4 separate regions of the Sus scrofa genome follow, and all the other regions are linked to region 3. A link is a contact called in public Hi-C data. All regions are on one chromosome and are shown on one strand. The core of a region is the stretch at or near the end of the contact, and the rest is flanking DNA. Distances in the headings are between cores, read along the strand shown. Region 1 holds the start of LOC110255291 (solute carrier family 22 member 9-like). Region 2 has its middle 31 kb from the start of HRASLS5. Region 3 holds the start of LOC100737875 (solute carrier family 22 member 10-like). Region 4 holds the start of LOC100513779 (solute carrier family 22 member 9).

Region 1 (5,743 bases), core at 2,687-5,186, 170 kb after region 3:
CAATGAAATGTAGATGCATTTACAAATCAAAAGAAGTCCAGAATGAGATGATAGCCTGTAGGATACTTAAAATTTGATAATTTGGACATTGTAAATCACTGGTAGAACCTAATGATTATGTAATAAATGTCATTAACTAGCTTTAGAAATAAACGACTAATAATTTGACTTCGTTGTCTAAACCAAAAAATATTCATGGTTAAAATGATGAATGGAAAAATTAAGCCATGTTACTTAATAGGAAATGTAAGTACAAAACCTTGCAATTAAAAAACACATGGATCTGAGGAGTTCCCATCGTGGCACAGTGGTTAGCGAATCTGACTAGGAACCATGAGGTTGCAGGTTCGATCCTTGGCCTTGCTCAGTAGGTTAAGGATCCGACGCTGCCGTGAGCTGTGGTGTAGGTCGCAGACACGGCTGGGATCCCACGTTGCTGTGGCTGGGATCCCACGTTGCTGTGGCTGTGGTGTAGGCCGGCGGCTACAGCTCCAACTAGACTCCTAGCCCGGGAACCTCCATATGCCCCAGGAGTGGCCCTAGAAAAGGCAAAAAGGCAAAATAAAAAAAAAATGTATCTGAGTAGTAGAGCATATGCCAGAGATGTGAATATAGGTAGATTTGATTAAATACTCATTTAATACCTCTATTGGACAAAACTCTAAAAACTAATGGGAGAAATCTAGAAAAATATTCACCTAAATGACAAAAGCTCTTAACTTTAAGTGGTATGTACCTTTATGAGACTTTTATTTCTTTGTGTGTTTCTGTATTCTAAGTTTTAAAAGGATATGTGACATTCTTAACTATCATATCACAAAAAATAAACTCAAAAAAACAAATTAACAATTTTCAAAATGGTTATATGTTACCATGTAGAATTCTAATAAATATTTATGAAAAGAAGACATAATTCAATATGCAAGAACACATAATTTTCAAAAGAAAAAATCTTATGATTAATAAATTTATGAAAAATTGTACACTGGAACTTAAAGACATGCAAACTAAATAAGATACCAATTTTTGCTTGGTATTTAGAATATAAGTGGAAATGTATAAATTGATGGTAGAATTATAAAATAACATATGCCATACAACTGCTTAAAACACAGAATGATGTCATGATAAAGAGATTTAAAATTTTTTCGTTGATTCAGTAACCACTTATTCAGCATGGAATAATTACCAAGGAGCATGCTAAGAACCTCAGATATAAAGAGGACATGAAAAAAATTCATAAAAACAGATATAGCAGATATTAGTCTGTGTGTATCAGTGTAGCCATCACATTTTTATATTCTATAGGCAAAGAAAATTTATTAAAGTCCTCATTCCCTCCAGGTTGGTGGAGAAGTACAAATCAATTCGTTTGGGAAATTATTTGGGACTTATTTCCAGAGCTACCTGGATTCCAGGAGCATACACAGTGGCACAATGACAAGGTGGTTACAAGGAGGGACTGCACTGGTTATCATTAGCTATTCAAAGAGATTACCAAGTTACTACTGGGCCAGTGGACACTCAGGTGCAGCAACTCTGCCTTTCACATCACAAAGAGTCGTTGGACTCTGGGGATTCTCATCTGACAGCTCAGCTCCTTTTGCAGCCACAATGGTAGGAAGTCTTCTGTTTCCATGGAGTGCTGCCAGGGCTCAGGACTGGGTTCCTGCTCCCCCACAACCTACAACCTCTTCTATCCTCAGGCTTTGTAGACACCCAACTTCTTTCTCTTATTAGCTCTTCCACTTACATCCTCTAGGCTTTAGATTTGAAACAAAGTCAATCAGATCAATCAGTCTTACAGTCTTCTTTTGCCTTTCCCCTGCCAAATGACTCCTAAGAAATCAAGAAGCACAGAAATGACAACTGGCAAGAAGCAGAAAAGAGAGAAAGGAAATGCCAGGGAATTATCAATAATGAATGGCATTGGTTTATCCAATCTGCTTCCTAATGAAATGTTTGATATCCCATCATGAGAAAGACCAGACAGCATCTATTGTGCATCACCCAAAGGCTGGCTGCCAGTCTATAAAATCTGATGTTTTGTGTCAGAGAAAGTCCCACAAGTTCTCGTTGGTCTTTGATGCTACCACCAGCAGTTGTGAATCAGCAGACGCTCTGTGACACAGAGTAGAGTGAGGTGCCTTTTAGTGGAGAGGTATAGCAAGCACAGGTATAGAAAACTATGGTGATAATGTTGGGCAAGTTTCCTTTTCATCTGACACAGAGTTGCAGAGTCATTCTTCAAAAAGCTCATTAATGTTTCCAAATTGTCCTCATTTTTCAACAGGATTATCAGTGAGCATGTTTCATTTACTCTGTACTATGTAGTATTTCTCAAAAGGACTTTTATAAAAAGACAAATGGAAGTCAGAGAACTAGTGACTTTTGAAATCAAGTGAGGAAATGATATATGGAAAATCCTCTCTCCTAACTGTAATATTAGAGCTTCTTCCTGGACATGGACACAGACTACCCACTAACAAAGGCCCTGTCAACCATACCTTTCAAAGCTATGAAGCTATATATAATTGTTGAAAATCATGTTATATAAGACATGATTCTATTAATTATCTGGAAATAGTATCATAGGATCTAGCCAAAGGCTATCCTCCTAAACAAGCATAGTACATAAAACAAGTGGTGCTGTTAATAGGAGAGAAGGTGATTTGTATAATGACATGGCAGGGAAATCTCTGCTGAAAGAGTCCTCCATTGGTACCTTCCCGAAGCAGTTATTGACTCATTATTCTTTTCAGAGTTATTATAACATCACTGAGTAGAATACGGTCTTATGGTGGACCTGAGAATAGGCAATGTGTGAAAACTAGAGACCTAGACAATGTAGCCACTCACAGAATTTAGTAAAATTGTGTTTTGTTTTTTGCCATCTCATGGACACATCACCCTTCTTTTCAAAAAACTCAAGGAGACATTAGTTGAGCCCTGTTCCCCAGAATCTAATTTCTCCAGAGCCCATGAGCTGCTGTTGATCACAAGACAGAGACTCAGTAGCTTAGTCCCCATAAGCCATGGTCTGTATAGCATGTTCTATAGGAGCTGAAAACTCTCATACAAGGATATCTCAACTGATATTTGTCATTTAGCTGCTATTTGTCATTTATCAAGGTGCTTTACTTCCTAGATACTATTCTGTTTTAGTTAACCTATGGCAAAGACAAATAAAACACAACATCCCTCTGGGCAAGATAGACAGGCCATAACAAAAGTATGACTTAATGCCAATATCTATTCCTTATTCTGGTCTTTGGTCAAAGGAATGTACATCTTTCAATGTTAAATCCCTGAGGGATTGCTTGTACCTAATAACTGGTCCATGTGAAATTACCTTTGCTCTTTGCTTACTCTGTGCCTCAATTTCAGACATTTCTGAAGGACTCTTCCATCTCCACATACTCCTATATACTTCCTGGGGACTCTGTTGCAACAATAATGGTTCAGTAAGGAGTTCTCATTGTGGTGCAGTGCAAATGAATCTGACTAGGAACCATGAGGTTGTGGGTTCAATCTCTGGCCTCGCTCAGTGGGTTAAGGATCCCAAAACACCAGATGCAAAACAAAGACTAATCTGTTTATTTACCTTCATTGAAGCATCCCAACTTTGTTGGGGGTCCCCAAGAACATATTTGAGTTTAATGATTTACTAGAAGGAGTCATAGAACTCAAAAAAAAAAAAAAAAGTTAAACTCAAGGTTATGGTTTATTCCAGTGAAAAGAAACATTAAAATTAGAAAAGGAAAGGCATTCCTGCTATGGTGCAACAGGATCAGTGGCATCTTGGGAGCACTGAGACGTAGGTTCAATCCCCGACCCGGCACAATGGGTTAAGTATCCAGGATTGCCCTAGCTGTGGCTCAGGTCACAACTGTAGTTCAGATCTGATCCCTGTCCCAGGAATTCCATATGCCACAGGGCGGCTAAAAAAGAAAAAAAGTAGAAAATAAAAAAATCAGAAAAGGAAAAAGGCATTGGGTGGAGTCCAGAAGAAACCAGGCACTAGCTTACTGTTGTCCACTCCTGTTTGAAATTATACAGACTGCTTCATTCTAACAGCAATACCTGTGTGATGTGTGACAAGATGCCTGGGCCTGAGTTACAATGCCCCTAATGGAAGTTTGTAAACTTCTGCATTCTTATCCATGGCTGCTTATCAGATGACATAAACACATCTTAGGTAAGGCAGTGTTTTGCTATACATGTAACAACCACTGAAACAACCTGCAATTTCTCTATACATATAATTTTTCCATGCTCATGTCATCAGCCAGATTCAACACAAATAAACTTTGTAAAATACCTTTCTTTTTATTGAGAGGATTTGTAAAGCACACATTTAATCTCTTTAAGGGACTTTTGTGTGACTGAATACTATACTGTGGCAGTACTTTGATCCTTGTAAGGTCTTATCAAATGATTTTACACTCACATCTCCACTTGATGTGTGAAAATCTTCTCTGATAGTAGCCTGGATTTGGCCTTTCCTGAGAATCCAATGCTAGTTTTAACTCACTTGTTATCTAGAAAGGACATTTAAAACCATCATGTCCCAGTTCTTCTTACTTTATTAGCTCTTCTCTTAATTCATCTTTCTCTCAATTTTCTAAAATCAGCAAGAGAAATAAAGGCATTGTCAACATTTTGCATGATAATTTTCTTAGCTATATCACCTAGTTTATTAAGCCCATTTTCCACTTTACACATATTAGTAAGCATCGTGTTGCTAAACTTTCTGCCACTATATAATATGTATCCTCATTTCTCCAGGCTCCAATGAGCTTTTTCTCATTTTTCCTTAGGAATTCAGTGGCAGCCAATTCAAAGTAAAAATTCCATTAATTCTGGGAGTGACATTAGCAAGATGACAGAATGAAAAGCCCTAAACCTTCCTTTGCCATAAATTTTACAACAGTAAAACACCTCTGTGAGAAATCCAGAAACCAGTTAAAGATTCATGCACCCCGAATGACCATGAAGCCAACAGCACCAAGCAGTATTGAATTCCTGACACTCTCCATTCTCTCTGGCCAAAGCCCATCCCCTACACCTCACACTGAGATTCATTTGCTAGGAAACCACCAACTTCTATCTTCTCTCTAGAGAGGGAAATTACAAGATTGCATGTCCAACTGGTTTATAGGGGAGCTTCTGGGGAGACCATCATCTAAGTACAAATAGGAATGAATGCAAAGTTAGGGGTCTCTGAAAAAAGTCATAAACCCTGCACCAGAATTGCAATACCAAAAATAGACACTAGATGGAAAGTCAGGACAGTAATTTACTACAGTGCCAGCTAAGCCTCAGTACCACAAACAATAGGGAGAGGTCCTCAGTAAAATCTTTATATGAGCTTACAACTGGCATAGCCCTCTGCCCTCCATCACCCACCACTCATTCAAGTAATTTATTTGCAGTGTGAATTCGTGGTATTATTTGAAATGAAGCAGAATATCACTTACCAAGAAGAAAGGATTGCATCACATTTTACTTGCTTTAATTTAACTCAGTACTGTTTTCATTAACTCTTTAATAAAAATTTAGTACTAAATGAGCAAAATAAATTATTTTCACTCCTTTCCACAAAAAAAAAATAAAGCACTTAATTTTCGAGTCTCACATATTACATTTTTGGAAAAAGGGCTGTACATACAATATAGCAGGTCACTTTAGTTTATTTACTAGAGAATTACAAGTCAAAGTTCAGTGCTACTTTGGGTGTTGC
Region 2 (5,538 bases), core at 487-2,986, 240 kb after region 3:
ACCCCTAGCCTGGGAACCTCCATATGCCACGGGAACAGTCTTAGAAAAGGCAAAAAAAGACCAAAAAAAAAAAAAAAAGAGTGGACTCGAGAAGTTCTTGCTGTGGCACAGTGGGTTAAGAATCTGACTGCAGCAGCTCAGTTTACTGTGGAAGTGCGGTTTTGATCCCCAGCTTGGCGCAGTGGGTTAAAGGATCTGGCAGTACCACAGCTGGCTAGGTCACAGCTGTGGCTCGGATACAGTCTCTGGCCCGGGAACTTCCATATGCTGAGGCTGCCCCCCCCCCAAAAAAAAAGATTCAAAATAAACAATGAAAGCATAGTGATTAGAAAAATAAAAAACCTGAACTTGAATGACTTCAACGGCGTAGCCACTTGGAGTTTTATCTGTGTTCAAAATTTAAAATAGTAAAACAAGAAAACTGCGACATGTACATTTTTGTTCAGTGAGTTAACATTTATTTTACATAAGAAATATTTTGCTGGAGTTCCCGTCATGGCACAGTGGAAATGAATCTGACTAGGAACCATGAGGTTCCGGGTTCAATCCCAGGCCTCGATCAGTGGGATAAGGATCTGGCATTTCTGTGAGCTGTGGTGTATATTGCAGACGAGGCTCGGATCCCTTGTGGCTGTGGCTGTGGCTGTGCCTGGCAGCTGTAGCTCCCATTGGACCCCTGCCTGGGAACCTCCATATGCTGCAGGTGCAGCCCTAAAAAACAAAAAGAAAAGAAAAGAAAAAAAAATATTTTGCTAAGTTTAAATAGTATTTTTAAATTGAAAATTACAGTTTTTAAGTGATTAACTCCTTTAAAACTAAAAAAAAAATAAGAAAACAAAATATTGTATCAGTAGAACAATTTTGTAGTTGCATTGATTGCATCCTTTGCTAATGCTTCCTTTTTTAAATTTGCTTAATGGATAATTATTGACGTAAAATACTGTTACATCAGGCTGTAACCAAAGGACCCAAAGTTCGAACTGTAAGGTAGAATGAAAACATTAGAGTCAATCGTTGCACTTTGTCGTATTTGTTTTATTCTATTGTTTTAGTTGCATAGTTATAGACAAGAATTTTTTTTTAATTTTTTCACTGTATGTTTACTCTGGCCATTATTATTATTTGTTTCATTTCACCATTATTACCAAAGATATATTTAACACATGGAGGCTAGAGGGCTTAAAATACGACCCATTCCAGGTGATATATATGCTAGATTCTGTCCCCCTACAGTTGGGGAAATGAGAGCAGAAGGAATCTGTGCTCCATTCCAAGGGAAACTTTTGCCAGCTGACTGCACGTCTGGATGCTCCCCTGTCCAAAAGGCAAGGAAGCAGCAGAGCAAAGGTGGGTACATGCCAGAGTGGGCATGGTGACAGAGCCAGCCCTCTCAAGGCCTCCAGTTGGCTAAGAGCTGTTGGCCTGAAATAAATCAAGCAGTGAAGAGGTACAAACCTCCAGTTAGAAAAGAAATAAGCCACAAGGATGTGATATACAGTATCAGGAGTATATAACATGATTTGTATGGGGACAGATACACAGTATCTGACGTAGTAGTGATCAGTTCGCAACGTATGCAAATGTCGAGTCACTACGTAGTACACCCGAAATTAACACTATATGTACATCAACTATATTTCAGTCTGTAAAAAGGGGGAGAAAGGAGCTGATGGCTTGAAGGCATTTCAGGGTCTTGAGGAGGGTGCCCCCTCCTGGAAATTGCTGTGTACTGCACCTTTGGGAAATGAACAAAATGCCAGGTAGAGGGACAGTCACAGACCATGACAGGCTACGTTTAATTGAAGCACATGCAAGCATAGGACAGAAGGGGGTGGAAAGCCTATCTCCACCTTCCTCCCCTGTCATTTAGGTGCCAAACATGAGCAAAAGACAGAGAAGACAACACTCTGAAATAGCTAATTTAAACCTGAAATGACTACAGAGCTGTGACTCTAAATAGAGGTGAAGGTTGGGTGTTTTATTTGTTTTGTTTGTTTGTTTGGCTTTTTAGGGCCGGGCACATGGCATATGGAAGTTCCCAGGCTAGGCATCCAATGGGAGCTGCAGCTACCAGCCTACATCACAGCCACAGCCATGCTGGATCCAAGCTGCATCTGTGACCTACACTGCAGTTTATAGCAACACCAGATCCTTAACCCACTGATCGAGGACAGGGATGGAACCTGCATCCTCACGGACACTACGTTGGGTTCTTCACCTGCTAAGCCACAACAGGAACTCCCCTGAGTCCCTCTCTTGTAGGGTACCCCCCTCATCTTTGGCAGCCTGCAGCCACAAACTAATTCGCAGAGAGGTGAAAAGGACAGGTCCTCTCACCTCTAGAGCTCCTTTTAGGCTGGCTTAGGCCTCTGCCAGGATCCATCACAGTTCAGCTTCTCCCTGTGCACAGCCTGCTTCCTCCACTCCCCCCAGTAAACTTCCTGCCCACAAACCTCCACCTCGGAGCCTATTTTCCAAGGAGCCTGACCTGCAATCGTAGATTCTCTATAACGCTAAACAGAACGAAGCCCACAAATACCCTATACCCCCAAACACACATTTCCTATGGAACAACCCAAGGGGAGAAATCTGCTAACAAGGGCCCCTCATGTAGATCCCTGCATAGCAAGCTTCTCTAAGGAATCCCAGCCATGAGTCTGGACAGCAAGATCAGCTTCTGTGCATCAGAACATGTTTGGGGTCCTCATGGGAAAAAGAAGACCCGGGATCTAAGATCACATCTGCTGTTTCTGCCCACCTGACTCCTTCGTTGCCTGATCCCTAATAACCACATGGTTCTGGCAACCTGGCCCTTCACAGTATTTTGAAGCCAATGTCACAAAGCCCTAAATCCAGCTGTACTTTTTTTTGACTCCAGGATTGTCAAGGTCACTTAAAGTAAGTTCCTCACTTGGCTTAAGCCATTTTGTGGAGGGAGTTCCCATCGTGGCGCAGCAGAAACAAGCCCAACTTGAATCCATGAAGATGCAAGTTTGATCCCTGGCCTCCCTCAGTGGGTTAAGCATCTGGCGTTGCCTTGAGCTATGGTGTAGGTTGCAGATGCGCTCAGATCCAGCATTGCTGTGGCTGTGGTGTAGGTGGGCAGCTGTAGCTCCGATTTGACCCCTAGCCTGGGAGTTTCCATATGACACAGGGGTGGCCCTAAAAAGCAAAAAACAACCCCCCCCCCAAAAAAAACCATCTTGTTGAATTTTCTGTCCCTTGCATCTAAAAGAGCTTACACAGGTCAACTTGTGGCTCGGGGAATATCTGGAGAGATGAGACTTCAAGACATCTCTAAGAGCTTATTGCCCCATATTGAGAGGATGACAGATCAACCTACCCAATATCCTTCTTTCCTTAATATTGTATACCTAGCCGGGTCCTGGTGTTTGGGGTCTGGATAATGTTTTTAATGGGTAAGTTTCCGTGAGCCTCCCCCATCCCACCCTTCCTGGAGCCCAGCCTTGCAGAGTAGAAGTCCTGAGCATGAGCCCCCCCCAGAGGCAGTTTCATCAACGACCTATAAGCAGTTATGAGAGCACCTTTTTCCTATTGTCCTGTGACATCCCAGGGCTTTGGGGAAGATGCCCCAGGCTGCTCTGGACAGCCACCAGTACAGAACCCTCAGCTCTGTGCTGGTGGTGAAGCCTGGTCCTGTTGGTGCAGCAGACTGGGCTCCCTGAGATGCCAGTCTGCCCTCCTGGTGGCTTTCAGCATCCAGGCAAGCTCTGCCACAGTCATGGGTTGGTGGCTCTCTGCAGCATCAATTCGGGAAGGCTGATCTGCACAAAAGAGGTTCTGATGTTCCCTGGTTCCCTATTTCTCCTATGACTGAGCTTTTTCCCACCACCTCCCGTAAAGGACACACCTTGTTGCTTCAGCCTTGCAAGCAATACCGCATTTGGGTCATCACAATTCAGTGTCTGCATCCCGCAGGGACTTTCTGTGCCAAAGGCATTGCAGATCAGCTCAGACATTTATCCTACTCTTTACCATCAACTACCACACAGCCAACAGCCAAGGCCTGATATTGCAATTATATGCAATTAATGCTGCCCCAGCTCTGAGCCTTGTAGGTGACAAGCCCTCTGCCCCTGCCCAAAGCCCCCTTTGCATGATGCTTCTTGGGGCTTAAATACCTGCTTCCCTCATTTATCGCTGGGTTCATTATAACGCAGCTCTTGATCTCAAACCTCCATTTGCCTGGTGGAGGCACTACGGCTACAAACATTTACCCAGTTAAAAGCACAGGTAAATCTTTTAACTTTGGATGGTTAACTGTGGGTGTGTGCCATCTGCTCATGGGGCAGGGGTTGTCACAGAGTCTGAAATGGAGATAATGAACACACAGAGCCACGTGACTGAAAGTCATCAGAAAGCATTTAAAACAGCACCGGGCAGAGTTCCCGTCGTGGCTCAATGGTTCACGAATCTGACTAGGAACCATGAGGTTGTGGTTCGATCCCTGGCCTCGCTCAGTGGGTTAAAGATCAGGCGTTGCCATGAGCTGTGGTGTAGGTCGCAGACATGGCTCAGATCCCGAGTTGCTGTGGCTCTGGTGTAGGCTGGCAGCTACAGCTCTGATTCGACCCCTGGCCTGGGAACCTCCATATGCCGCGGATACGGTCCTAGAAAAGAAAAAAAAAAAAAAAAAAAAAGCAGCACCTGGGGAGTTTCCTGGTAGCCTAGCAGTTAAGCATCTGGCATTGTCACTGCATCAGCTCGGTTGCTGCTGCTGAGGCACAGGTTCCACCCCTGGCCTGGGAACTTCCACATGCTGTGGGCACAGCCAAAAAGAAAATAAATGACAACTAATCAAACAGTGCCTACAACAGCCTGACCCCTCTGGGAATGTCACCGTTGTCTGTCATTATTAGTTTATTTCCATCAACCGTGGGCAGGGCACTTCCTCCAGGGCCCGCACCCCAGGCTGCCCTTGGGAAGCTCCGGACCTGCTCCACCCAGAGCTGCTCCCTTGCCCCCATTTTTCTGTACACCTGGGCAGCTCGATGATATTATGCCTCGGGGCCCTGCTACTGGTGCAAAGCGGCCTGGGCCACTGCTCTGGAAAAATCTGTTGAAGCCAGACATCTCTCATCTTTCCTGCCACCCCGGGCCCGGCTCGCCTGCTCAGGCAAAGGTCAAGGGAGCCATCTGGCTTCAAGATAAAGGACCAGGAGACTATGACCTCAATTGATTTTTTTTTTCTCAGCTGTCCTGCTTTTGAAATGGAACTGTAAGAACCCAAAATTATTCATTTACAAGGCATGCCCCCCACGTTGTTGCAAACTCAAATATGCTCTCCGAGGTGGAATGTTAAGCAATCTTTCCAAAACACATAAAAATTCGTCTTTTAGATTTAACCTGGCAAACTGAATATATTTTTTAAATACACACCATAAGCAAAAGCAAAAACAGAAACAAACCACTTTCTCACGGGTTCATTAACAGTGGCTTCCTCATTGGGCAGCTGCCCAGCTGATGGTGGGCTGTCCGCTTGGAAAGCAGTGGAAACAGACGTTGGAGAGAAGAGAA
Region 3 (5,336 bases), core at 1,378-3,877:
AAAAATAAAAAATAAAAAAAGAGGAAAAATAAAACAGGTTTCCCATTTTAGACAAGATTTGAAACTAGCGTGCCTTCTTGGTACCTTTCTTCAAGTCCAATCCTAGAGGCAGAGGTGGTTGAATCACAGAGTGTGGGGGTGAAAACGATCGGCCAGATGCATGAATAAGCTCTTTGCAATGGGAAAAGCATCCGGGTATGTTATTCTTCACCTTCATATTACCTAGGATGGACCATGGCCCCAGCTCCTGCTATCAACGTATTCTGCCCTCCTCTCTGGGCTTTACTGAGAGATAATTACCACATAACACAGCATCAGTTTAAAGTGCACAACCTGATGATTGGAAACACACAACGTATATATATATATAGTGAAATGTTCATCAAAATAAGGTTAGTTAACATATCCTTCACCTCACATTATTAGTGTTAATTTTCTAGTGAGATACAGTTAGTTTACAATATTATGTATGTTTCAGGTGTACAAGAGTGATTCACAATTTTTAAAGGTTATACCCCACTTATAGCTATTATAAAAATGTTGGCTGTATTCCCTGTGTGGTGCAATATATCCTTTGAACTTATTTATTTTATACCCAGTAGTTCGCACCTCTTAATCCCTCCCGCAACTCTTGCCCGTACCCCCACCCCCTCTCCCCTCTGGTCACCACTAGTTTGTTCACATGATTCTTTCCGTGTCGTTGTTGTGACGAGCCTGTTAAATCTCCATATCACATGGTCTCACTGACATGAGGAATCTAAAAAAAGGACACAACACACTTCTCTTCGGAACAGATATGGACGCACAGACTCTGAAAAACTTGTGGTTTCCAAAGGAGACAGGTTGGTGGGTAGGGGATGCCCTGGGGTTTGGGATGGAAATGCGACAAAATTGGGTTGTGATGATCGTTGTGCAACTCTAAATGTAATCGAATTCATTGAGCAAGAAAAAAAAGCTCCATTCTCGTAGAAACTTTCGTGTGTACAATATAGTATTGGTAATTACAGATACCATGCTGTACCTTAGATCTCTGGAAGTTATCCTATAGCTGGGAATTTACCTTTTGACCAACGTCTCCCTGTTTCATCCAACCCTCGACTACTGGCAAACACCATTCCACTCTCTGTTCCTATGAGTTCAGTGTTTTTAAATTCCACATAGAGGGAGTGTCTGTTGCAGCGCGGCGGAAACGAATCTGACTAGTATCCATGAAGATGCGGGTTCAATCTCTGGCCTCACTCAGTGGGTTAAGGATCTGGCATTGTGGTGAGCTGTGGTGTAGGTCGCAGATGCAGCTGGGATCCCATGTTGCCGTGGCTGTGGCATAGGCTGGCAGCTGTAGCTTGGATTCGACCCCTTGCCTGGGAACTTTCATATGCCATGGGTGCAGCCCTAAAAAGACAAAAAAAAAAAAAAATCACTGTTCCTCAAATGATATCCACAATCTGTATGATAACTTTTCATGTCTAAGTTGCTCTCATTTCTCACCTGGACAATAGTCCCCTCCCCCACATCTAAAATATAGCACAAATGAACCTACAGAGCAGAAACAGAGGCACAGATATAGAGAGTAGACTTGTGGTTGTCAAGGAGGAGGGGGGAGGAAGTGGGATGGATGGGGAGTTTGGGGTTGGTAGATGCAAACTATTATATTTAGAATGGAGAAGCAGTGAGGTTCTACTGTCCAGCACAAGGACCTGTGTCCAATATCTTGGGATATAACATGAAGGAAGATAGTATGAGAAAAAGAACATGTATATATGGGTGACTGGGTAACGATTTCTGTACAGCAGAAATTGACACAACACTGTAAATCAGCTATAGTCTAATAAAAATAAAGAAGGGTAATCCTGAGAAAATGAACCCTCATGGAACATATAACTACCTTTCTCTTGTATCCATATTTCAAAGAATTAAAAAATTATTGTGAGTTCTTGGTGTGATTAAATGGAAATAGAATATTAGGTGCCGGAGTTGCTGTCGTGGCTCAGTGGAAATGAATCTGACTAGTATCCATGAGGACGCAGGTTCAATCCTTGGCCTTGCTCAATGGGTTAAGGATCTGGCATTGCCATCAGCTATGGTGTAGGTCACAGATGTGGTTCAGATCTGGCATTGCTGTGACCGTGGCATAGGCCAGTATTTACAGCTCCGATTCGACCCCTAGCCTGAGAACCTTCATATGCCCTGGGTATGGCCCTAAAAAGACAAAAAAAAAAAAAAATTTGGTACCAAAATTTACTAGTTGCACACATTCTACTTTGCTTTAATCAAGAACATAGGATTGTATTTTGTTAATAATTTTAATCTAAATTCAGTGCTATGCAAGAAATAATTGCTTTGTGTTCTTTCCAGAGAAAAAAGTCATAAAGCAGTTCGGTTATGTGCCTCTCAATTTCCTCCTTCTGGAAATGACTGAAAACTGGGTAGCAGCTGATTTTAGCTTATGTACATTCCAAAGTCCAGTGCTATTTTCACAGAATCACTGAGGACAAGCACATTCAGAGAGTAAATCTTTAAACAGATTTCATTGATATCAGCTAGAAGCATCTTTGGTAAACAATTTTCTCTATAGCTTAGCCAAAAAAAATAATACCTGCTAATTCCAGGAGGACTGGGAACTCTTGCTTCCATTGGTCTGTTGCAGGAGTGAGGTGACAGGACCATTTATGGGAAACTGGTGCCAGGTCACATAAACAGCAGAAATTCATGAAAGAAAACTTTTTCTCCCTTTGAACTTAGCTTCATAAAGTCCATGCGACTCCTCTTGAGGACCACCTGTTCACAATGGCTTTTGAGGAGCTCCTGAATGAAGTCGGTGGCTTGGGGAAATTCCAGATCCTTCAGATGCTTTTAGCCTTTCCCCCCCTCATGATGGTAGTCTGTCATATTCTGTTGGAGAATTTTACAGCGGCCATTCCTGGTCATCACTGCTGGGTCCGCATCCTCGACAATGACACTGACTCTGGTAATGACACGGGGACCCTCGGCCCCGAGGTTCTCCTGAGAATCTCCATCCCCCTGGACTCAAACTTGAAGCCAGAGAAATGTCGGCGCTACCTGCACCCCCAGTGGCAGCTCCTTCACCTGAATGGAACCTTCCCCAATGTGACTGACCTGGACACGGAGCCCTGTGTGGACGGCTGGGTGTATGACCAAAGCTCCTTCTCCCACACCATCGTGACTGAGGTAAAGGACCTGATGAGTACAAGGAGGGCAGTGTCTGGCTGTTTAGGATAATGGAAGGTCAAACGTTCAAGTGTGTAGATAGGGTAGCCAGCTGTCTTTCATTCTTTCAACAAAGAGTGATTGCTTTTCTTTTTAATTGCCAGGCAGTTACATGACAATGGAGGCCAGTGGAATCCACCCACGAGGCATGCATTTTATTATCACAAAGCTTTCAGTTTGAGGCAAGGCTGATGAGGAGGCAAGTAAATACTTGATATAATCTGGGAAAAATCATTCTCCCTCACATGCTATCAGCCTAGTTGCTAATGGGAAATATCTGTGGTAATTAAGCAACAATTTCATGCCCTGGCTACTTGTCAGAGAAGCCAGACGGGCACCAGCGTGAAACAACCACCTTAAGTGTTTTCAGTGGGTGGCAAAGATTGAGACCCCCGAAGGATGCTGAGGAAGGTGACTAGAAAGATTGGCCCTGGCATCATCTGGAAGATTTATCCGAGGCTTTCTAGAGAAAGCCATGTTTAAGCTGAGCCTGAAATGATGTAGGTGGATGAAGTACTGCAGGGAAGCAGACAGTGTGTTCACTGAGGGCTACTGGAATGAATGACTATCGAGGGACTACGAGATGCTGCGAAGCTCCTCGGTGCTGGCTTCCTTCTCTTCCAGTGGGACCTCGTATGTGATTATCAGTCTCAGAAACCACTGGTTCAGTTTGCATTCATGGCTGGAATGCTGCTGGGGGGCTTCCTATACGGCTATCTCTCCGACAGGTGAGTGCCTGCCGATCACCGCTGCCCTTCCTCTGGGGCGTTTTGCCAGTTTACGATTAATTGCGTCACAAAGTAGTCTTTAATGAGTCCCAATATGCAATGTGTGCTGTGGTGGGTTGCCTTGGGTCCCAGGGGGCTAGAGATGGAAATGCAGAATTAGACGCCTTGTTCCAAATGCTGTTGTGTTGCCGCAAAGTGTGTCTCTGTTGGACGGGGAAGTGACACCTCCCTCAGATCTGGGGGGGTGGGCATGTATTTCAGAATAGTATGTAGAGGTCTGGGGCCCTCTCTGCTCCTGTATCTTGATATCTGTTTCCTTTAGATTTGGAAAGTTTTCAGCCAGGATTTATTCAAATAGAGGTTCAATCCCCTTTTCTTTTTCTTCGCCTTCTGGAATCCCTATTATGCACAGATTGGCCCACTTTATATTATCCCATAGGTCTCTGACATTGCTTTCAGGTTTTTTTCATTTGGTTTTCTATCTGCATGTCCCGATGGGGTGATTTCCATTATTCTACTTCCATTATTCTATCTTACGCTAATCTATCGATTACATCTCTTATCATTATTCTATCTATATTCTATCTTCTATCTCTTGGGTGATTTCCATTATTCTGTCTTTCCCTTATTCGTTCCTCTGCATTGTTCGACCTGCTCTTCAGTGCCTTTAATTCAGCTTATGTCTCTGCACATGACTTTTCTAATTTTTCTTGGCTCCTCCTTATCGTCTCTAGTTCCTTTCTAAAGGAACCTGCGTAGCTCTTCCCATCTGCTCTTAATTCCTTCATATTCACCTCTTAACGCCTTCCGTAGTTTCACTATCTCCTTTGAACTTGGCATCTGTGAGGCTGAAGAGGTCTGTTTCATTGTGTGCTCCCCCAGGGGAATCCTCCTGTTCTTAGAGCTGGGAAGGGTTTCTGAGCTTCTTCGTTTTGCTTATGTTGTTCTTCTGCTGTGAGTTTCAGGAAAACCAACTGCTATAGTCTTGGAGGGCTCTTTATATGCGAGAGTGCCCTTGGGTATTTCGAGAGGGATTATTATTATTATTATATTATTATTATCATCTTTGGTGTGAGGGCTGCTTTTGGTTTGGGAGCTTGCTGTCTCTTCCCTCGGTGTGTGCAGGCTGCCATTCCCTTGATAGGGGGTGTGCTGGTGGATGGCCCGCTCGTGCTTCCAGGGAGAAGGAGGCAATGGGCAGGGCCAGGAGCCAGTGCCTGGTTGCTGGCCCTTGACAGTGGCAAGGGCCTGCTGGGAGGTGATGCCAGGCTGCTTCTGGTTTCAGGGCCCTCCAGAGCCTGAATCTTTGTGCCCGGCCCCTACCCAAGTGTCTCAGGCTGTGGTTTCCTTGGGTGGTGATGCTGATGGTTTGGGAGGCTC
Region 4 (5,583 bases), core at 357-2,856, 150 kb after region 3:
CTGGCCTACGCCGCAGTCACAGCCATGCCAGATCCTTGACCCACTGAGCGAGGCCAGGGATTGAACCTGTATCCTCATGGATACTAGTGGGGCTCATTAACCACTGAGACATGACAGAAACTCCAAGAACTCAATTTTTATATGGGAAAATTAAGTTACTACACTTTTATATAAACATGTTATACAAATAGCAAATAAGAACGTAAAATTATGTTCATTCTCGTTAATCCTAAGGGAATGCAAATCAAAAAATTGTAAGATACCACTTTACAAACACTAGAGTCACCGTAATCAAACACTTAATAAGTGTTGGCAGGATTGTAGAGAACTGGAATTTTCATGTATTGCTGATGACAAAAAGAAAGGTACAGCCAGTATGGAAAATAGTGTGGAAGTCCCTCCATGAGCTAAACGAAGACCTACCATGTGTCCAAGCAATTTCTCTCCTATGTGTACATTCAATAACATTGAAAACTTAGGTTCACATAAATGAGTATATGAAAGATGACAGAAGAATTGTTCACAGCAGCAAATGTAGACATAGCCCCAAGGTCCATGGTCTAATGAATGGATAAACAAAAATGCAGTTTATCCATACAACGAAGAATGAATTAGTCATTAAAAAAATGAAAGCGTGACCCAGGCTGCAACATAGGTGAACCTTGAAAACGTTAAGTGGGAAAAAAAAAAGATACAAAGGCCCACATATTTTATGAATCAATTTCTATGAAATACATAAATTAGGCAAATCCATAAAGAGACATAGATTAGTGGCTGCTAAAAAGTAGGGCTAGAGTGGGAAGTCGGAAGTGGATCCTGGTGGGTACACGTTTCCATGGGGATGAAAATGTTCTGTAATGAGAGAGTAGTGACGAATGCACAACGCTGAATGAATAAAACCCACGTAATTGTATATTTTAAAGAGTGAATTATGTGGTATGTGAATTATACCAGAATCAGGCTTCGAAAGAATTTCTAATGAAAGATAGAGTGCTAACAATGGTGATGTTTCCCCTGTATTGCTCTTCAGTTCTTCCATAGCACATGGTACAGTTGCCATATAATTATGTTTTATAATATCAGATTGTAGTTGCTTAGGTACCTCTCCCTTGATCACTATAGTCTTACACTTAAAGACCGTGTCTTAACATGTTCTGTATTCCTAGAACAGAGAAGTCCTCACAAATATTATCTGAATGAATCAATAGGCCTGTTTGAAAAAAACAAAACAAACAAACAAAAAAACCTCTCTATGCACTTACCACTGGTAGCCTGCTGCCTTCTATCACTACCCACCCTGCTCCGACTTTGAGTAATTTATTTTCAATGTGAATTCATGGTTTGATTTGACTTGAAGCAGAAGAGTGCCATTTATCAAAAGGAAAGAATTGCACCATCTTTCACTTGCTCTAAATTAACTCAGGACTATTTTCATTAACTCTTTGAATCAAAATTCAGTACAAAACAAGCAAAGCACTTACTTTCAGTACTTTTCACAGAAAAATAAAAAAAGTTTCACTTTGGAGTGTGACAAGTGACATGTTTTGAAAGTGACGGCAAACCATGTAGCAGGTTTATTTTATTTTATTTACAGATGTGGAGCTCAAAGTCCAATGCCACTTCAGGGCACTGCTGACAAAAAGAATTTTCACAAAATAGACCTTTAAACAGTTTTGTCAACTGCTGGAAGCATCTCAGAAAAATATTTCTCTGTGACTTTAAAGAAAACCGTTGGCCATCTGATGCTCAAACAAGTTGGAAGACTAGCTCCCATGGCCTTGCCGTGGAGGTGAGACGGGGCCCATCGAGTTAACGCTAGGATCAGGATCAATACACACCTAGCGTGTAACATAGTGAAAGGAAACCTTTTCTCCCTGTGAACTTTTCTAGATACAGTTATTTTGCCTCCTCTTGAGGATCATCTGTTCAGCTTCGATGGCCTTTCAGGACCTCCTGGATCAAGTGGGAGGCCTAGGAAGATTCCAGATCCTTCAGATGGTTTTCCTTTGTATCTGCAGCCTCATAGCGTACCCTCACATCCTATTGGAGAACTTCACGGCAGCTGTCCCTGGCCATCGCTGCTGGGTCCACATCCTTGACAATGACACTGACTCTGCTAATAGCACTGGGACCCTCAGCCAAGATGCCCTCCTGAGAATCTCCATCCCCCTGGACTCAAACTTGAAGCCGGAGAAGTGTCGTCGCTACCTCCACCCCCAGAGGCAGCTCCTTCACCTGAATGAGACCTTCCCCAACGTGACTGACCTGGACACGGAGCCCTGTGTGGACGGCTGGGTGTATGACCGAAGCGCCTTCTCCTCCACCATTGTGACTAAGGTAAAGGACTCTTTACATCACATGAGTACATGGTGTGGGTGTTTGGAGGTAACAGAGTAATGAAGCATCTGGCCTTTAGTCACTATTAGGTGTTCATTCTTTATTCTCTCATCATATATGAATTACTTCTTTATTGAATGTCGGACACCTATTTTTAATGAGTCTGATGAACCCCAAAATAGATGTGACCTTGCTATTTTTGGCTTTTATTATTAGAAAGACCAAACGTTAAGCAGATAACTTAACTGTGATGTAATTAAAAAGGTCAGTAATGCTCAACCTTGTCTGCAAAGTAAAAATATCAGGGACGCTGATCAAAATTTCTAAGTACCCAAGAGCAGCCATATGAGAAAATCTGTACTGAAATTCTGGCATCTGTAAATTTTTAAACCTACTCAAATGCTCTTCCTCTGTGGCCAAGGTTGAGGACCACTTAGTATGGAATAAAACAAAGGACTATTAAAACTAATAGGTCTAGAGGAGACTTTCTAAAGGAAGTTACGATTAAACTGAGACTTGAATGATAAAAGTCAACTAATGTAAAAAAGGAAGTTGGAGGGAAAAGGGGGGGCTGAAATGAAGAAACTTGTAAATCATTTAAGCTGTTTCAATCAGGTTTCCACTGGGGGGGGTTATAAATTGTGGAGCTCTCTTTTGCTGGTTTCCTTCTCTTCCAGTGGGACCTGATATGTGAATCTCAGTCACTAAAATCAGTGGCCAAATTCTTATTCATGGTTGGAATGCTGGTGGGAAGCATCATATATGGCCATTTGTCAGACAGGTGAGTGTCTCTGGATCACAGCTTTCTTTATTCTGGAGTATTTATATGAACTCACAAATCATTCTTCTATTAAGAAACACTTACCATAAATTACACTGTCCTGGGGCTTACTTTGTCCCCAGGGATCTAAAACACCGACAAATGGAGAATTACAATCAATGTGGTGAGTGCTATTTTGTCAATTGTGAGCACTGGGATACAGAAACATCTCCATCAGACATGGGAGCATTTTAGGATGAGGTTTAGAGCAGAGATGACACAACACGTGGTTTAGAAAGATGAGAAAAGTTTATGGGAAGAGAGAGAAAGATGAGATTCAACCTGTTTGATGACACGGATATGGCAAAAGTGTTGCAGGCTTTGGCCAGGGAGCCATATTCAATCCTTCCTGGCCCCTCCAAGCTGCTTGTGGATTTTCAGAGCATGATTATCATGTCCCTGTTTCTCAAATGTGATGAGTTGACATTCTTATTAAACCTGTGTTATACGTAGCAGTGTGTCTCTGTGGTGTACAGAAAAATTAATCCAGTGACCCTGAATTTTATTTTTGATAAAGGTAAAATTTTTACCATATAGGTAATTAATCCAATGACAACTGCTGTCACTATTTGTGATGTTATAAATTGATGTATCTTGGAGTTCCCATTGTGGCTCAGCAGTCAACGAACCCAGCTAGGATCCATGAGGATGTGAGTTCAAGCCCTCACTCAGTGGGTTAAGGATCTGGTGTTGCTGTGAGCTGTGGTGTAGGTCACAGATACAGCTTGCATCCTGCATTGCTGCAGTGGTGGCATAGGCCAGTAGCAGTAGCTCCAATTGGACTCCTAGCCTGGGAACTTCCATATGCCACAGGTGCAGCCCTAAAAAGCAAAAAACAAAAACAAAAACAAACAGAAAGAGAGAAGGAAGGAAGGAAAGAAAGAAAGAAAGAAAGAAAGAAAGAAAGAAAGAAAGAAAGAAAGAAAGAAAGAAAGAAAGAAATTGAAGTATCTTGTCCCTGACAGTACCACTTCTGAATTAGACAGCCAGCTATGCCACCACCTAAGCCTGTCTCTTCTGAAGGGTGTAAGGAATTAAGGTGCCCCCTTATCATTTACTATCATAATGTCATCTCAGATGAAATCTGTGAATCTGATTGTACTGATTCACAGATTTTATACTTACATTATAAAAGTGCTCAGAGTCAGAGTGTTCATTTCTAATGGTTTTATAACACAGAACCACTCACCTTGCAGAAGTAAAAATAAAACAATATATCTATGTTGAATGATTTTTGAAAAAGACCATTCAATGGATAAAATATGACCCCTCTAACAAAGGGTGCAGTGACAGTAGGATATTCACATGCAAAAGAATGAGGATAAAACTAAAACCAGAACAAATATTAACACAAAATGGATTAGTAACTTAAATATAAGAGCTAAACTAGAGTTCCCGTCGTGGTGCAGTGGTTAATGAATCCGACTAGTATCCATGAGGTTGCGGGTTTGGTCCCTGCCCTTGCTCAGTGGGTTAACGATCCGGCGTTGCCGTGAGCTGTGGTGTAGGTTGCAGACGCGGCTCGGAACCCGCGTTGCTGTGGCTCTGGCGTAGGCTGGCGTCAACAGCTCCGATTCGAGCCCTAGCCTGGGAACCTCCATATGCTGAGGGAGCGGCCCAAGAAATGGCAAAAAGACAAAAAAAAAAAAAAAATTTAAAGAAAAAATTAAAAAAAACTTTAATAAAAAATTTTAAAAAAGAGCTAAACCCATAAAACTCTTAGAAGAAAACAGGGACAAATCTACTTGACTTTGGGTTTGACAATGGATTCTTAAATATAACAACAAAAGCCTGAGTAACCCAAGAAAATTTAGAGAGATTGGACTTCATCAAAATTAAAAATTTTTGCACATTAAAGGACATTATCAAGAAAGTGAAAGGATAACATATGTAAAGGGAGAAAATACAAATCATATATAAGGAATGAATATAGGCAAATATACCAAAGGAATGGGTTTAATATCCAGAATATATAAAGAACTACCACTCAACAATAAAAAGACTTGGAGGTCCCTTGTGGCATAGTGTGTTAAGGATCCAGCATTGTCAATTCAGTGGTTCTGGTCACTGCTGTGGCATGGGTTCAGTCTCTGGCCTGGGAACTTCTGCATGCTGTGGGTATAGTCAAAAAACAAAACAAAACAATTCAAAGAACTCAATTTTTAAATGGGCAAAGCACTTGTATACATTTCTTTTAAAAATGTATACAAATGGTGCATAAGCACATAAAAAAGACATTAAGTCATTTTAAAAATGCAAGTCAACAATGAGATCCTGATGTATAGCACAGGGAACTATACCTAGTCAGTTGTGATGGAACATGATGGACTATAATGTGAGAAAAAATATATGTATTTATAATATATATGATAAATATATATATTTACTATATATATATAAATATGATATAAATATAATAAATCCAA

Evidence for each region. A called contact is a pair of places that touch in the nucleus more often than the background predicts.
Region 1: a contact with region 3 is called in a Hi-C map of fetal liver, with 1.7 times the contacts expected there. The contact joins the promoter of LOC110255291 here to the promoter of LOC100737875 in region 3. A contact is called at or near these places in 1 of 5 promoter capture datasets (liver) and 5 of 47 Hi-C or Micro-C datasets (fetal liver, liver and skeletal muscle).
Region 2: a Hi-C map of liver shows a contact between it and region 3, with 4 times the contacts expected there. The contact joins the enhancer-like site here to the promoter of LOC100737875 in region 3. A contact is called at or near these places in 1 of 5 promoter capture datasets (liver) and 23 of 47 Hi-C or Micro-C datasets (adipose tissue, alveolar macrophages, brain and 14 more).
Region 4: a Hi-C map of liver shows a contact between it and region 3, with 14 times the contacts expected there. The contact joins the promoter of LOC100513779 here to the promoter of LOC100737875 in region 3. A contact is called at or near these places in 4 of 47 Hi-C or Micro-C datasets (epiblast stem cells and liver).

What each region holds. Positions count from the first base shown.
Region 1 is chr2:8,574,640-8,580,382 of Sscrofa11.1, reverse strand. LOC110255291 (solute carrier family 22 member 9-like) reads left to right here and starts at 3,936. Exons shown (of 10, transcript XM_021082908.1): 1 at 3,936-5,743. All of the region lies in intron 2 of LOC110259242 (a long non-coding RNA gene), which reads right to left.
Region 2 is chr2:8,502,984-8,508,521 of Sscrofa11.1, reverse strand. No RefSeq gene overlaps it. Among named protein-coding and RNA genes, the nearest start is that of HRASLS5, 31 kb to the right of the region's middle. Within about 2 kb of position 1,736, at least 4 of the 83 cell types and tissues checked have an H3K27ac peak or open chromatin away from gene starts, as enhancers often do. A contact at or near this core is called in fetal liver and liver, where this site is marked.
Region 3 is chr2:8,748,119-8,753,454 of Sscrofa11.1, reverse strand. LOC100737875 (solute carrier family 22 member 10-like) reads left to right here and starts at 2,627. Exons shown (of 10, transcript XM_003480688.3): 1 at 2,627-3,189; 2 at 3,853-3,956. The coding sequence starts at 2,788.
Region 4 is chr2:8,599,576-8,605,158 of Sscrofa11.1, reverse strand. LOC100513779 (solute carrier family 22 member 9) reads left to right here and starts at 1,606. Exons shown (of 11, transcript XM_021082907.1): 1 at 1,606-1,789; 2 at 1,891-2,337; 3 at 3,015-3,118. The coding sequence starts at 1,936.